Linked DNA regions of Mus musculus: regions 1 and 2 are each linked to region 3. A link is a contact called in public HiChIP or PLAC-seq and promoter capture Hi-C data. All regions are on one chromosome and are shown on one strand. The core of a region is the stretch at or near the end of the contact, and the rest is flanking DNA. Distances in the headings are between cores, read along the strand shown. Region 1 holds the start of Csrnp1 (cysteine-serine-rich nuclear protein 1). Region 2 overlaps Gm33800 (a long non-coding RNA gene). Region 3 holds the start of Acaa1a (acetyl-Coenzyme A acyltransferase 1A).

Evidence for each region. Promoter capture Hi-C pulls out the DNA fragments that hold promoters and counts their contacts. HiChIP or PLAC-seq counts read pairs in DNA pulled down with a chosen protein or histone mark.
Region 1: a promoter capture Hi-C map of liver shows a contact between it and region 3, with 4 times the contacts expected there. The contact joins the promoter of Csrnp1 here to the promoter of Acaa1a in region 3. A contact is called at or near these places in 1 of 39 promoter capture datasets (liver), 5 of 484 Hi-C or Micro-C datasets (CD4 T cells, the G1E-ER4 cell line, Th1 cells and 1 more), 4 of 115 datasets of contacts at active chromatin or transcription factors (bone marrow-derived macrophages, memory CD8 T cells, pancreatic cancer cells and 1 more) and 1 of 9 other capture datasets (pancreatic islet).
Region 2: an H3K4me3 HiChIP or PLAC-seq map of bone marrow-derived macrophages shows a contact between it and region 3, with 4 times the contacts expected there. The contact joins the enhancer-like site here to the promoter of Acaa1a in region 3. A contact is called at or near these places in 1 of 39 promoter capture datasets (neural stem cells), 2 of 484 Hi-C or Micro-C datasets (the G1E-ER4 cell line and embryonic stem cells), 2 of 115 datasets of contacts at active chromatin or transcription factors (bone marrow-derived macrophages and pancreatic cancer cells) and 1 of 9 other capture datasets (pancreatic islet).

The regions. Positions count from the first base shown.
Region 1 is chr9:119,982,451-119,985,150 of GRCm38.p6, forward strand. Csrnp1 (cysteine-serine-rich nuclear protein 1) reads right to left here and starts at 1,329. Exons shown (of 5, transcript NM_001357562.1): 1 at 1,169-1,329. It overlaps Gm33800 (a long non-coding RNA gene), which reads left to right and starts at 1,395. Exons shown (of 4, transcript XR_871355.3): 1 at 1,395-2,700.
Region 2 is chr9:120,000,936-120,003,635 of GRCm38.p6, forward strand. Gm33800 (a long non-coding RNA gene) reads left to right here. Exons shown (of 4, transcript XR_871355.3): 2 at 1,198-1,284. Among named protein-coding and RNA genes, the nearest start is that of Gm33800, 18 kb to the left of the region's middle. Within about 2 kb of position 1,371, at least 320 of the 459 cell types and tissues checked have an H3K27ac peak or open chromatin away from gene starts, as enhancers often do. A contact at or near this core is called in the G1E-ER4 cell line, bone marrow-derived macrophages, embryonic stem cells and 3 more, where this site is marked.
Region 3 is chr9:119,339,866-119,342,565 of GRCm38.p6, forward strand. It overlaps Acaa1a (acetyl-Coenzyme A acyltransferase 1A), which reads left to right and starts at 1,429. Exons shown (of 12, transcript NM_130864.3): 1 at 1,429-1,820; 2 at 1,960-2,053. The coding sequence starts at 1,650. It overlaps Myd88 (myeloid differentiation primary response gene 88), which reads right to left and starts at 153. Exons shown (of 6, transcript NM_010851.3): 1 at 1-153. The coding sequence starts at 94.

The DNA of each region.
Region 1 (2,700 bases), core at 79-2,578, 640 kb after region 3:
GCCAGTGCGCCTTCTGGTGGCGATGCAACTAAGAGGGCCTGTGTTAGCCCGAGGGCACAGGAAGCCACCCAAGTGCGTAAGTAAGGACTGACAATTCTAGATTTGCATGGTTGAAAGATGGCTCAGCGCCTGAGCCAGAGAGGGTGTGACCCGTAGGACACAGGGTAGGGCCAGGTGAACTGACAGGACAAGCGCAAAGGAGAAAAGGGGGTGGATTTGGTGACAGCTCGGGAGATGTGGGCGGGGCTGTCAAAGATTTGGGGGCAGAGAGTATTGACTTACTCTCTGCAGAAGGCTGAGACTTCGGTCCAGAGATGTTGGGTGGGTAGCTAGAGAGGAGGGAGGAATTCTCTGTTGTCAGGAAGGTGGGCTACATCTGGGAGTGACTGTATCGGCAACCCGAGTGACTAAGTGTGTGGCCGTTGCTGTGGTGTAGGCTTTTCTACAGTACATGAAGGCGAAAGGACCTCCGGGAAGGGGAAACTGAGGAAGGAGAGGAAATGCATGCAGAAGAGGGAGTAGAGGTGCGTGGGAGAGAGCCTACGTGTGCCCGCGGGTGGTCGGTGTAGCTGCGCCCCGGTGACTCACGGCAGTGGCCTCTGAGTGTGACGGTGACAGGTGAACATACGACACAATCCTTCTCCCCCCCGCCTCCCTCCCGGGGTCCGTGACTCACCAAGCCTCGCTCATTCCTCACTCATCCCTCCAAACCCTCCCTGACCCCCGCCTGCCGAGGGCGCCCGGCACACGCCGCAGCTCGGGCACCCTCCCCCTAGGGAGCCCGAGGAGGAAGACGACCAATGTCACCTGCCCCGGCCACGCGAGTAACTTCTGAAAAGTTCTCAGGCAACTAGGTCAAAAGGAAACTCACCCGCGGGCACGCGCGCCCCGTCCCACTGCCACCTGCGCCCGGCTTTGGGGCGCCTGGACATCTGGGGTAACCACAACGAGGCGGGGGAGGGGAAGCCTGCCCCCCCCCCGCCACCTCGCAGCCGTGGGCTCTCACTCCAGGCGCCAGATCTCCAGTCGGGCTCGGAGGCCGGATCCCGGCGTCCCCTCCGGAGGACCCAAGGGAGATCAGCGGGGAGCTGGAGTGACAGCGCCACTCACCCGAGACGCCCCCTGCCCCATTTCCCATCCCGCCGCGTTCAGGAACCGTGGCACTCACCTAAGCTAGCAGGGCTCGCCCAGTTCACCGAAGCCACTCGTGTGCCGGCCCCAGGGTCGCAGCGCACACAGCGACCCGCAGTGCGCTCGGCCGGGCGGCCGTCGGTGCAGCCGGCCCAGGTCTGCGCGTCCGGCGGCGGCGGGAGAGACTGGCTCAGCCCCGGCCCCGCCCGCGGCTCCGCCCTCCTCGTCAGTGGAAAACTCCGGGGCTCACGGCGCTGACGCACGCCGGGCCTCCCGCCAGGCCGCCCCGCAGCCCGCAGCCTTCGGCCCCGCCCCGGAGGCACCGCCCCCTCCCCCGCCTCGAGCCTCCCCGCGGACTGTGACCGGGCCGCGACGCCGCTGCTCCGCGCTCGGCTCCTAAGATCGCGGAGCCGAGCTTCGTGCAGAGCCGGGTCCTAGAGATGCCCGCTTCTCCACGCCGAGCAGTCCCGAGCTGCAGACTGGGTAGACTGAGGCTGCGAGCGATGGAAGCTCCTCCCCTGCCTCCACCCGCCCAGGGCAGATTATTATCAATTCAATCTGAGGACCCTTCCCCGGCCCTCACCCCACCTCTTTTTCCCAGATCCCGCAGAAAGTTAGCTCAGACTGGAGACCAGCCAGGGATGAGGAGAGAAGAAAAGGTCATCCTAGGGCCTGGCCTTCACCTCTGCCCTCGGGCCAGAGCCCTTACTCCGAACAATACCTAAAGTAGAGATTGCTGGAACCAGCTTCCCCACCCCCATCCCTCCTTAAAAAAAAAAAAAAAAAGAATCTGGTTTCTCCTAGGCCGGACCCTGGCTACTTACAGCGGATTGCTGCCTCCTCTGCTCCCGCCAAGACCTTCCTTAGGCTCGCAGCCAACTCCCTGTACTACTAGGCAGAAGAAAGTGTGTTCTAGCAGTCAACTTCTCTCTCAGGAGCCCACCCGAGTCCTCGTCAGCCCACGGCAGGGCCAGTTCGACCCAGTACCTAGAGCGCTTTTCTCTCCCGTTCTGACTGCACCGCCTGGAACGTTTCACCCTCACTCTGCTCACCTGAGGGAATCCCAACAACGTCTAGGATGGCTCAGCAAGGACTGCCTCCTCCTCCTGGAAGCCTTCGTGGAAGCTCGACCCTCCCCCTCCCAGCCCCGCTCCCGCTGCATTCTGGGTTCTTCTGACTGTCCTAGATGAATGCTGTCAGTGGCTAGTCCAACCCTCAGGATTCCATTCTCCCCTCCCCCGGGTGTAGTAGGGAGGTGACCTTCTGTCCTGCCTAAATGGCACCGAGGGTGGGGAGGATGACGGGCCCTTTCTTCAGTCTTCAGTCCTGGATGTACATGTGTACAGAGGACAAGCAGAGTGGGGGTGGGGGAGTCAGCCTGCCCTTTATCTGTGGTAATCTGGGGTCTGAGATCCTCAACACACAGCTTTGGTACACAGAAGCTGCCGGGTGGCTGAGTCTGCTCAGGAAATAGTCTACAGGGCTAGCTGAAGAAGCATGTAGCTCAATGGTAGGGCACTTTCTCAGCATGTGAAAAGCTCTAAGTTTAAACCCCATTTTGAGAACAAA
Region 2 (2,700 bases), core at 121-2,620, 660 kb after region 3:
TCCCACAAGGGCCCCTTGGCTCCTACCCAGCGTCCTTTACACCTCTCTGGCAGATGCAAGATGTTCACACCTCATTCTGGTCTCTGCTCAGATGTCAACTTGTGTCCCTGGTCTTCCCTTCTCCCCATGCTACTGTGGTGTGATTATCCCTCTCCATAGGCTTCGAGAACCAGACCTTTGCTCTCTTCACAGCTCTACCCGTGTCTGTGTGGTGTCCTCTACCTTGAAACTACTCACTGTACTTGTTTTGTTTGAGACAGGCCTCACTATATAGCCAAGGCTAGCCTGAACCTTGATATGTAGAACAGACTGGTGACTGCCTCTGCCACCTGTATGCTGATATTAAAGGCAGAAGCAGGAAGATTTCGATCTCACAGCTAGAGTTACACATGGAAGTCCTGTCTCAACCAAACCAAACCAAACACTACAGTGGGATATAACTTGATACTTATACCCCCAGCATACACTACGAACTCCGTCCTTTACACTGTTAAATAGTGAAGAAATAAACGAGACCAGCACAGGATGAGGAAATGTTGGCAGGGCATTCTTGGGCTTCACTATAAAGTATCTTAGATATCTGGCAAGTAATCCACTCAGGAAGCAGAGGCAGGAGGGTGGAGAGTTCAAAGCCAGCCTGGGCTATATATATGTACAGTGTTTCAGGTCGGCATGGCTATGAGACCCTGTCTTCAAAACAAACAAATACGCAGAAGAAAACCGGTAAGCCAGTTGTCTTGCAAACACAACATATGGAGTGCTAATTTCCCATGCCGTATTTTAAAATTAGCTCCTTACAGTGGGATTATCTAAGTCTTCAATATTTTAAACAATCTCTGGCCCCAAACCACCTCAGCATTTATCCTTCTGTTGTGTGCTTAAGGACAAATTCTTGCACGTACAGTTGTTAGGTCAAAGGACATGCTCATATTTTCAAGTTATTCCTCAACCCCGCGGGCAGCCCCTCTCCTTTTGTGTTACTCGTCTCGGACTTTTAGCTCATGCCTGGCTCATACGGATGAGTACCGCTTTCTTCATTCAACTGGCCTTTCTCATAAGTGGCAGGGTGACGCGTGATCTTTTCTGGGGTTTGAGGAGCCAAGTTCGGGCAGCGGACAAGCCTGGGCTCAGACAGCTGGCTCCCACCCCCAATACTCCCTCTTTCCTTCTTCTGAGTTTTCCTTTCTCGCCCACAAGTTTCAGATTCCTGGAACCGCTCTCGATGACCTCACGCCCGTGACTTCACATCCGGAACCTTCTGGGAATTCTCAGCCGCACTTTTTCGTAAGAAATCTAGCAGGGGAGGAGGTTGGGCGAGGCGGAGCTTTGCAGACTTTGCTGTGCGACCCGGACCCGCCCTCGGACCCGCCCCTCCCGCAGCGAGCACTCGAGGGCCCGCCCATGCAGCTACTCTTAGCAGTTTGGAGCCCCAGGTTGAGCCTGAGCCATTTGAAATTAGCTAGGTGTGTTTAAGTCTGCTCTGTGGTCGTGGATGAGAGAGTGTACTGAGAGGAGAACAAGAGTAAGGTGGATTTGGAGGGATCCACGAATAGCCACCACTAACGGTGGCTTGGGTGCCCCACAGTGTGATAGGACTTCAGGAAGTTGGGGCTGGGGCCAAAGATGGACATTTCTGATGGCTCTGAAGTCCTCAGAGGAGCCTCAGAGTTGAGTCTTCAGGTCAAGCTTTCCATAAAAGGTGGATGGAAAATGGGGTGTGGAGTCCAACCCAAGCAAAGCCAGGATCCTGGGCTCTCGTGGCGTCAGCGTCATGGGGGTCCCTCTCTTTCTTTATGTACTTTTTTTTGTTTGTTTTTAGAGACAGGGTTTCTCTGTGTAACCCTGGCTGTCCTGGAACTCACTCTGTAGACCAGGCTGGCCTTACTCAGAAATCCGCCTGCCTCTGCCTCCCAAATGCTGGGATTAAAGGCGTGCACCATCACTGCCTGGCTGTTAATGCTATATATTAAAGATTAATATCTTAATGCTATACATTATATATTATACTAGATATTAAACCATTTTTCTCTAGAGACTAGAGATGGTGCTGTTGGTAGTCTGCTTTGCCTAGCATCTACAAAGCCCTGGGTTTGATCACCAGCATATTATAAGCCAGCGTGGTGGGTGGCACAGCCCGTGACCCTAACGCTGGGGAGCTAGAGGCAGGAGGGGCAGAAGTGCAAGGTCATCCTTAGTGACAAAGCAAGTTTGAAGCCTGCCTGGGCTACGTGAGACTCTGTCTCTAAAACGATCACTTTCTTTACTGGGCCTGGTGGCTCACCCCTTAAATCTCAGCCCTCAGGAGGCTGAGGCAGGGGGACTATTGCAAATCCAAAGCCAGTTTGGTCTATAAAATGAGTTTTATTTTAGCTAGAACTTCAGAGCAAGACTTTGTCCCAGGTAAACAGAACAAAGGACAGAGAGAGAGAGAGACAGAGAGAGACAAAGACAGAGAGAGAGGGAGAGAGACAGAGAGGAAAGAGAGACAGAGAGAGACAGAGAAAGACAGAGAGAGAAGGAGAGAGAGGGGAGAGAGACAGAGGGGGAGAGAGACAGAGACAGAGAGACAGAGACAGGGAGAGACAGAGAGAAACAGAGTGACAGAGAGACAGAGAGAGAGAAAGACAGAGAGAAACAGAGAGAGACAGAGAGAGGGAGATTGATTTTCTTTTGTCTAAAAGTTCACTTGTACCCTTGTTC
Region 3 (2,700 bases), core at 179-2,678:
GGCGCCTCACTCCCACGTTAAGCGCGACCAAGGGTATGGAGAACATGAAGGAGTCCAGGGACCCGGATCCCACGCGGGGGTCTCCCGCAGACATGGCAGGCAACCCTGGGCCCCCGGTGCCGTCCAGTACGCTCGCCTGTGGAGTTTCCTACTTCCCTTAAGTCTCCTGCCAGCCCCTCCTTCTTTCGCTTTCCGAGAAGCTCCGCCCTTTGCTAGAATCTAGACTACGGGGCCAGAACTACCCAGCCTAAAAGTCAACCCACTTGTGCTTCTAACGTTTGCTCACCTCCCCTCGAAGGTGTGAGAATTTATATAAACCGCCTCTGGCATCTGCCTTGGCCCACCGATCAAGGTGGATGGACTAGGCGATCTGGTAGTGGTTATTATGCATGGTTAGCTCAATCAGCCTTGTTTAGGACTTGAAGGAGTTACAGCCCTTCTGTACAGTAATTTATATTCTGGTAGTAGGGAGGGAAGAGACAGACTGGCTTCGGAAGTAGTAACCCGAAGGCTCAGTCTACCTTTAGCTATCTGATGTCACTTGTGACTCTGCTTTTTAAAGGGGAAAGCCCACGACCTTGCCCATAAATTGGCATTTAGGGTATCTTGTCCTTTGTTTTCTGAGACAAACAGCACTACCTTCCCGGGGTCTGCAAAAAACACGCGGAACCTACCACCTTACTCTTTAACGTTGGGTCTAGACCCAAGGAAGATTTTTTCGTTAATTCACTTGGTTAATCTATTTAGGTGTCAATCTCCAATACTGGGTCTCCCTCCACCCTCCACCCCCATCCCCGGGTTTAGTAGAATTCCTAGGGGAATGTGGGCACTAATGGCACTATCCCAAACAAACGTAGATCAACAGGCTTAAGACGAGTGGGGCACGTTACAGTTAGAACCTGCCTGCCGTTCAGCACCTTAATCGGTTCTTCACACCAGCCCGGAACCCAAAATTACTTTGTTTTCTGAGAGAGCTTCTGTGACAGCCAACCCGGTTGGGGCTTAACTAGGTGCCTCAACATTTTCTAGGTCCTCAGTTCTCGGTTTTGGGACCCGGGGCTGAGCACAGCAAATTTTGATGGGAGACAAGGGTCTTCTCGGGCTAGCTCAGCAGAGAAGCCATGGGCCGGGCTCCGCCTTCTACGCGGCTGCGCGCTGAGCTCAAGGGGAGGGACTCCCTTGAGGCTGAGTTCATCCTAGGAAACCAGAAGTTTGGGAAACCTCCTTCCCCAATGTCTACAAAAGGTTGTGCAAACTTGGAAGTTTCCAGTCTGCCTTTCAAGGAGGATTAAGAGTGCGCATTACGATTGGCTTCCGTAGGATTGGCGGGCGGGGCTTTGAGTGGAGAGAAAGCGTCTTAGGACGGGCGTTGGGCGGGACTCTGGGGCAAGGGGTGAGTGGGCGGCCCTCAATCAGACTCCCCTTAATCTAATTGGTTGTACCTAGGAGTGGGCAGGCCCTCTAAAGACCCCATCCTACCTCTCGCAGTATCATTCTACCGGGGTTGTGATCCCCTTTCAGGCCTTGCGACGTAGAAGGCTGTCCTGCGCCTGCGCCCGCGCCTGCGCCTGCGCCTGCGCCTGCCATCATTCCTGTTCCTAAAGCTCTGCACCCAGAACCTAAACGAGTAGGTAGGACCCACCTCCGCGATGCATCGGCTGCAGGTAGTGCTGGGCCACCTGGCCGGCCGGCCCGAGTCGAGCTCCGCGCTGCAAGCTGCGCCCTGCTCCGCTAGGTTCCCGCAGGCCTCGGCCTCCGACGTGGTGGTGGTGCACGGACGGCGCACCCCCATCGGCCGCGCCAGCCGTGGAGGCTTCAAGGTGAGGCCCCTCGGGCGGGCGAGGGGAGCAGAAGGCGGCCAGCGCGGATGGAATTCTGCCGTCGGGGGTCCGGTGACCGCAGAGTCCCCGGGCGGGGATGCGGGAGCTGGGCTCACCGCTGCTGCGCCTCGCCCTGCAGAACACCACCCCCGACGAGCTTCTGTCGGCCGTGTTGACCGCGGTTCTCCAGGACGTGAGGCTAAAGCCTGAGCAGCTGGGAGACATCTCCGTGGGTGAGCTCCCCTGCGGGTCCTGCACCGGCCCTCCCCCGCCCTCCTCCCGAAGCTTCACTTTCTCTCCGAGAACCTGGGTTTCACTGAGCAAGACTACAGACTCCACCGATTTAAGTGGGATGGTTGAAGGACCCTTTTACAGGGTTCGCCTAAGATCATCGGAAAACACAAATATCTACATTACGATACTTAACAGTAGCGGAATTACAGTTCTGATGTAGCAATGAAAAATAACTTTATGGCTGGGGGTCACCACAGAAGCCTAGATGTTCCTGGAGACTGCAGGAGGTGAGAAAACGCAGTTCTCTACCTACATGGTGTCCTGGGTTACAGGTGCAGATGGATTCACCCCCACCCTGTCCTAACCCCTGCTTTACCTGAACTAGAACATAGAGTAGGACACGGTCTTGTCCCGAGGTGCCAGCCTGTTCCTCGTCCCTGCAGCAACGCAGGGCTTGGCGGAGGACACTTGGGGAGGTGAGCAGTTGCAGACTCCCTTTGCCCATGGCTCTGCACAGTGTCTCTTACTCTAGAGTCTCTCCTGTTACCAGGCAAGCCCTTGCCCCCAAGCCTGTGATTTAGAGGAGCATGCTCTGGCCCTCCATCACTGGACAGGTGGATGACAAGCTGTTGGGTAGCTGTCTCCC